Linked DNA regions of Macaca mulatta: region 1 is linked to region 2. Evidence: chromatin contacts called from public Hi-C data. All regions are on one chromosome and are shown on one strand. Each heading gives the region's core, a stretch centred on a gene start, on an enhancer-like site or on the middle of the called end of the contact. The rest is flanking DNA. Distances are from core to core; before and after follow the strand shown.

The links. A called contact is a pair of places that touch in the nucleus more often than the background predicts.
Region 1: a contact with region 2 is called in a Hi-C map of fetal cortex germinal zone, with 2.6 times the contacts expected there. The contact joins the promoter of PPP1R15B here to the promoter of SNRPE in region 2. A contact is called at or near these places in 2 of 14 Hi-C or Micro-C datasets (fetal cortex germinal zone and fetal cortical plate).

The regions. Positions count from the first base shown.
Region 1 is chr1:62,156,355-62,159,301 of T2T-MMU8v2.0, reverse strand. PPP1R15B (protein phosphatase 1 regulatory subunit 15B) reads left to right here and starts at 1,320. Exons shown (of 3, transcript XR_003732169.2): 1 at 1,320-2,947. LOC106994037 (a long non-coding RNA gene) reads right to left here and starts at 2,298. Exons shown (of 3, transcript XR_003732170.2): 1 at 1,357-2,298. LOC144341262 (a long non-coding RNA gene) reads right to left here and starts at 1,070. Exons shown (of 2, transcript XR_013418140.1): 1 at 564-1,070.
Region 2 is chr1:61,597,077-61,600,432 of T2T-MMU8v2.0, reverse strand. SNRPE (small nuclear ribonucleoprotein polypeptide E) reads right to left here and starts at 1,578. Exons shown (of 5, transcript NM_001266775.1): 1 at 1,483-1,578; 2 at 972-998. The coding sequence starts at 1,536.

The sequences.
Region 1 (2,947 bases), core at 71-2,570, 560 kb before region 2:
CAACAATACGAGAACCCTGAAATACCTGTCAGGCTGGGCGCGGTGGCTCACGCCTGTAACCCCAGCATTTTAGGAGGCCCAGGCGGACAGATAACTTGAGCCGAGTTTGAAACCAACGTGGGCAACACAACGAAACCCTGTCTCCACAAAAATATGCAAACATTGGCTGAGCGCAGTGGCTCACGCCTGTAATCTCAGCACTTTGGGGGGCTGAGGTGGGCAGATCATAAGGTCAGGAGATCGAGACCATCCTAGCCAACATCGTGAAACCCTGTCTCTGCCAAAAATACAAAAAAATTACTGGGCGTGGTGGCACGCACCTGTAGTACAAGCTACTCGGGAGGCTGAGGCAGAATTGCTTGAACCCGGGGAGATAGCGCCACTGCACTCCAGCCTGGCGACAGAGTGGGACTCCGTCTCAAAAAAAAAAAAAAAAAAAAAAAAAAAAAAAAAAAATTGGGCGTGGTGGTGCGAGCTTGTAATCCCAGCTCCTCAGGAGGCTGAGGTGGGAGGCTCACTGGAGCACAGGAGGTTGAGGCTGCAGTGAGCCGAGATCGCACCACTGCATTCCAGCCTGGGCGACACAGCCAGACCCTGTCTCAAACAAACAAACAATACAAATTTAAGACTACGATAACCCTATAATTGGCCCACGGGGCATTCAACTTTCCATGGATTGAAAATATTCGGGAAAAATAAAGACAATAAAACATAATACAAATAAATACAACATAACAACTAGTTCCATAGCACTTTCATTGTATTAGGTAATTTACTTAATCTAGGGGATGATTTAAAGTATCTGGGAAGGTGTACGTAGGTTATATGCAAACACTACACCATTTTACATAAGGGACTTGACCAGAATCTGCGGATTCTGGTGTCTACGGCGTCCTGGAACTAATCCCCATTTAATACGAGGCGATGACTGTACACACGTTAGTGTGTATTAGGCCATCAAAACGCCTCCGGGAAATTCTCGGGTTATCTTGAAAACCCCTTTCCTACCCAAGCCCTTTAGCCTAGAGGGCTGTTGGGGCGGTCGCCTAAGAGACCACACAGAAACAACTGCGCATGCGTGCATCCCGCCGGCTGATGCAACCTCCCGCTACCGTGCGGCTCTACCTCGAGTAAGGAAGCCGACAGGGAAACCAGGCGCGACCAATCGGCGGCCACACGGAAGTGGGCGGAAAGCCCCACCCCCCCAGGGCTTTGCGAGAGACGTTGGGCGGCGCGGCGCTAGTGGCGTAGACGCCCAGCAGTCCTGCGTCTCTTCCGGCGGCTGGGGGGTGTCCTGCCGGCGCGCGGGCCCTGCGGCCATTTTGGGCTTCGCTTCCACCGCACCAGTCAACCTACCTAGTCCTTCCGGTGTCGCGTTGCTCAGGGGTTCTTCAACCTTCTGTCACTCAGAAAACCACCGCCGAGGCCGTGGGCAGGCTCCTATCGATGGTATTGAAGCGTCGAGCCGACTAGGGAACGTCCTTTCCCTCCAGGATGGAAGTCGCATCAGCTGCCGCGTATTGCGCGGGGTGTTTCTCCCTGTGTTCTGCCGCCCGCTGCCGCATCCGCTGCCCTCTGTGGCTTTTCTGCTGGCTCGGAGATCGGCCTGGAGCACCGACGCCACCGCTGGGCAAGGCCGAGACTCTGTAGGTTTCCTCCGAATCCCGTCCGACCTCCAGCCGCTGAGCGCCGCGGCCCTACCCGAGAAACTGCCAAGGAAAAGGAGATGGAGCCTGAGACAGGCGGATCGCGGAAACGGCCTGGCCCTCGGGCGGGCTTCCGGTTCTGGCCACCCTTTTTCCCTCGGCGATCGCAAGCAGGCTCTTCTAAGTTCCCGACGCCTCTTGCGCCGGAAAACTTCGGGGACCCCACACTGCTTTCCTCCGCCCAGCCCGAGACTCGGGTCAGCTACTGGACGAAGCTGCTCTCCCAGCTCCTTGCGCCGCTCCCCGGATTGCTTCAGAAGGTGCTAATTTGGAGCCAACTTTTCGGTGGAATGTTTCCGACCAGATGGCTAAATTTTGCTGGAGTCTACAGATCCCTGAAGAGACGGGAGAAACCAGCCGCCTCCACAGCGCAGAAATCTTTGAGTTCGCTGAAGCTCGACTCCTCAGACTCCTCGGCCACCAGTCCCCTTAATTGGCTAGAGGAGGGGATCCACTGGCAGTGTTCGCCCCCAGACTTAGAATTGGAGCTTAAGGCCAAGGGAAGTGCTTTGGACCCTGCAGCACACGCTTTTCTCTTAGAGCAGCAGCTAGGGGGAGTGGAGCTGTTGCCCTGTAGCCTTCAATCCCGTCTGTACTCTGACCGGGAACTTGGCTCTTCGCTCTCTGGGCCTCTAAACATTCAACGCATAGACACTTTTAATGTGGTATCCTATTTGCTGAGCCCCTCCTACCTGGACTGCTTTCCTAGGCTAGAAGTCAGCTATCAGAACAGTGATGGAAATGGCGAGCTAGTCGGCTTGCAGACACTAACCGCAGAGAGCAGCTGCCTGAGAGAGGACCCTTGTCATCCCCAGCCGCTGAGTGCAGAACTCACCCCGGCCTCGTGGCAGGGATGTCCACCTCTTTCTACAGAAGGCCTACCAGAAATTCACCATCTTCGCATGAAACGACTGGAATTCCTTCAGCAGGCTAGCAAGGGGCAAGAGTTACCCACCCCTGACCAGGATAATGGCTACCACAGCCTGGAGGAGGAACACAACCTTCTCCGGATGGATCCGAAACACTGCAGAGATAACCCAACACAGTTTGTTCCTGCTGCTGAAGACATTCCTGGAACCACCCAGGAATCCACTGAAGAAAAAATAGAATTATTAACTGCAGAAGTTCCACTTGCTTTGGAAGAACAGAGCCCTTCTGAGAGCTGTCCATCTTGTGAGATACCTATGGAAAAGGAGCCTGGAGAGGGCCGAATAAGTGTAGTAGATTACTCATACCTAAAA
Region 2 (3,356 bases), core at 329-2,828:
GCCCCCCTCCCAAAATTGAAGTACACAAAACCTAACCATTTTGGTCAAACGACAAGAGAAATATGGCTCCTAAAAAAAACTGTAATGAATGTAAGTCAAGAGTTTTAACTAATTAGCCCATATCTAAGAATTATTCACCAGTAATAATAATCTCAAAGAGAATTTTCATTTAATAAGTTCTATATTGGAACTATATAACCTAATAATTTTCCTGTGATCTTGGGACTCAACATTTCTTACTGCTTCTGGTTTCAATCTATTTAAGAGTGAAAGTTTTTGACAGCATAGCACAAAGCAGCAATTTCTAATGACCAAGGGCTTATATCTTGCAGCAAAATCCAGTTCCAAAACAAAGCTTTCTCATGTCACACACCTAACAACCAGGACAGGAGCCCTCAATTCAGGTGGTTAAAAATTATTATCACCTGAAATTAATGTTTTTCAGTTGTGCTGTCACACTATAAAATTTAAGTTGCTAAAGTTCCCCCCAAAGGAAAGCAGCTGCCACCAAATTCCTCTGAAGCTACCCCTTCTTTCTTTTTCCGTCTTTAAGTTTTCCAACAGATATTAAACACACCACCTCTTGACATGGTTTAAGTTGGTTTTTTCTTCCAATGTGTTTCATCTTAAAGGGGAGAGGTTCCAACGTTCTAGGCATAATCACTACTAACAAAACTACTGATGCCCAAATACCATGCTCAAGTCTGCTGATAATACTTTTTGGAATTAAAAAGTATTTTTGATCTTGCAAAGTAATAATACAATTCTTTGCATGTTGGGAAGTGGCATGGATACACACCACTTCACCACATTAGTGCTTTCTCAGTACTCCTTCCCCTCGATTACCCTTCAATCTCCAGTTACATCTATTTTTAAATTCTAGAACACAGCGATCACTCAGGTTAACACAAAAAACTAAATCAGTTCATCTCTTATTTAAAAAATAGTTATGAAACAAGCAACTTACGTACATTTTGTAAGTATCTGAAGATGAGGTTCTGCACCACAGTGGCTAAGGAAAAAATACAAAAGCAGCATAGACTGCTTCCTGAAACAACTGGACGACCCTGTTCCCGTCTCACCTTGGTATACTGAACGCGAGGTCTGGTGCTTACGCAAACAAAAAGTGCCCAGCTGGGCATTCATTAGGGGTCTTCTAAAGATTAAAGAACATCCCTTCTACTTTCATTCCCCTGGAGTTTCCCGAAACCTTTAACTCCCGTTTTCACTCCGCACCTAAAGTTCTCTTCCCTCCTTTCGCCGCCTCCATTCCTGCATTCCCCCACGGCAGGGGTCCACCCAAGACCACCTCCCCACCATCACGGTTCTTCAACTACCCGCGCTTTCTTCCAGTCTTGGTCGCCCCGGGGGCTCATGGGATGTGGATTCGTACTCCGCTACCCCAGGCCTGCTCTCAGTCTGCGCCTTCGCACCCCGTATTCTGGCCCGAACCTCCCAGTCCTGACATCCTGCGTAGGATACGATGGGCTGCACCATAACCTTCTGCACTTTCTGGCCCTGGCCACGGTACGCCATGGTGAAATTTCACAAAGAGCACAACCTCACGCTGCCTCTGAGAGCAATTTCCGGAATAAAGAACCGGAAGCGGAAGTATGTGAAGGTTACGCGGCGACATGGGCGTCTCCTAGGAAATGCCCCTCTAGCCACGAAGTCATGTTTCTCCGCTGCATGGCCTCCGAGGGAGGCCAAACTGAGGCGTCTGCGCTGTGGAAGGTGGACCGGTCCTATAGCGCCACCTGGAGGCAGGCGGGAGGAGGTGCCTTCGGTTGCCATGTCTCCAATTTCTTTTCTTTTCTTTTTTTTTTTTTTGAGGCGAAGTCTCGCTCTCTCGCCCAGGCTAGAGTGCAGTGGCGCGATCTCAGCTTACTGCAACCTCCGCCTCCCGGGTTCAAGCGATTCTCCTGCCTCAGCCTCCCGAGTAGCTGGGACTACAGGCGCGTGCCACCACGTCCTACTAATTTTTTGTATTGTTGGTAGAGACGGGGTTTCACCATGTTGGCCAGTATGGTCTCGATCTCCTGACCTCAAGATTCGCCCGCCTCGGCCTCCCAAAGTGCTGGGATTACAGGCGTGAGACACTGCGCCCAGCCCGTATCTCCATTTTCTGAGTTAGCTTAAAAAGCCAAAATCGTCCCACTGTGTATCTCTGTGTGTAAAGTGAGTTAATTTCGTGCCTTTCCTAAAAGTTTAGGCTTGATAACAGCGTTGTGGTGGACAGGGTAGGGCGGCAAGAAGCCCAAACTTCAGGCCTCCCGCCTCTGGCAGTCGGCCAGGGGCGGTCTGCATTCCAAAGCCAGACGGCTGGTTCGCTCCAGTTACGGATTCAGCTCAGCCACTTCGTGGAGCGAGTTTACTGTTCAGGTGGCAACTGAGGGTGGCGATCTACCATGAAGACGCTGAAATCTACATGCCGGGCGCAAATCCAGCTCTTTTAGAGTTGGGTGACAAAGGATAAATTACTCAGCCTCACCGTGTCTTGGCTTAGTTTTCAAAACGGAGATTAAAGATTAACTTTACTCAGGGGGTTGAAGATTCAATGAAAGAATTGTCTATGTGTGCACACAGTTAGGCGTCAGCCAGTGTCAGAACATGCCCTTCCCTGGATAACACAGCTACTAAGTGGAGGAGCTGGAATTCGTAGTTGTGCCTGACCCCAAAGCCCAACTACCTTTCCATTGTGTCATGGCTTGTGGCCTGGCAGAGAGTTCGTTTAATTGGCATACACATGTTATAGAAGAGGAAACTGAAGTTTAGACTTTTGAAAGGACTTGCCTTAAGGGAACACGGATTAGGGCAAATGGCAGAATCAAAATTAGCTTTTCTGAGGGCTTCTGTTTAGTGGGGATAATAGTAATGACAACCTCAGAAAGGGTTTGAATTGAAAGTGATTTTTAAACTACACGAAGTGGCCAGGCTCATGCATGTAATCCCAGCATTTTGGGAGGCCGAGGCAGGTGGGTCATCTGAGGTCGGGAGTTCGAGACCAGCCTGGGCAACATGGTGAAACCTTGTCTCTACTAAAAATACAAAAATTAGCCATGCATGGTAGCACACGCCTGTAATCCCAGCTACTGTGGGAGACTGAGACAGGAGAATCGCTGTCTGCAAATCGCCGGGAGGCAGAGGTTGCAGTGAGCCGAGATCATGCCACTGCACTCCAGCCTTGGCGACAGAGCGAGACTCTGTCTCAAAAAAATAAATAAGAATAAATAAACTACACAAAGCTAGCAAATGCTTGGCATAACTATTTCCTTTAAAAAATTTCAGCCGGGGCTGGGCACAGTGGCTCATGCCTGTAAATCCCAGCACTTTGGGAGGCTGAGGTGGGTGGATCA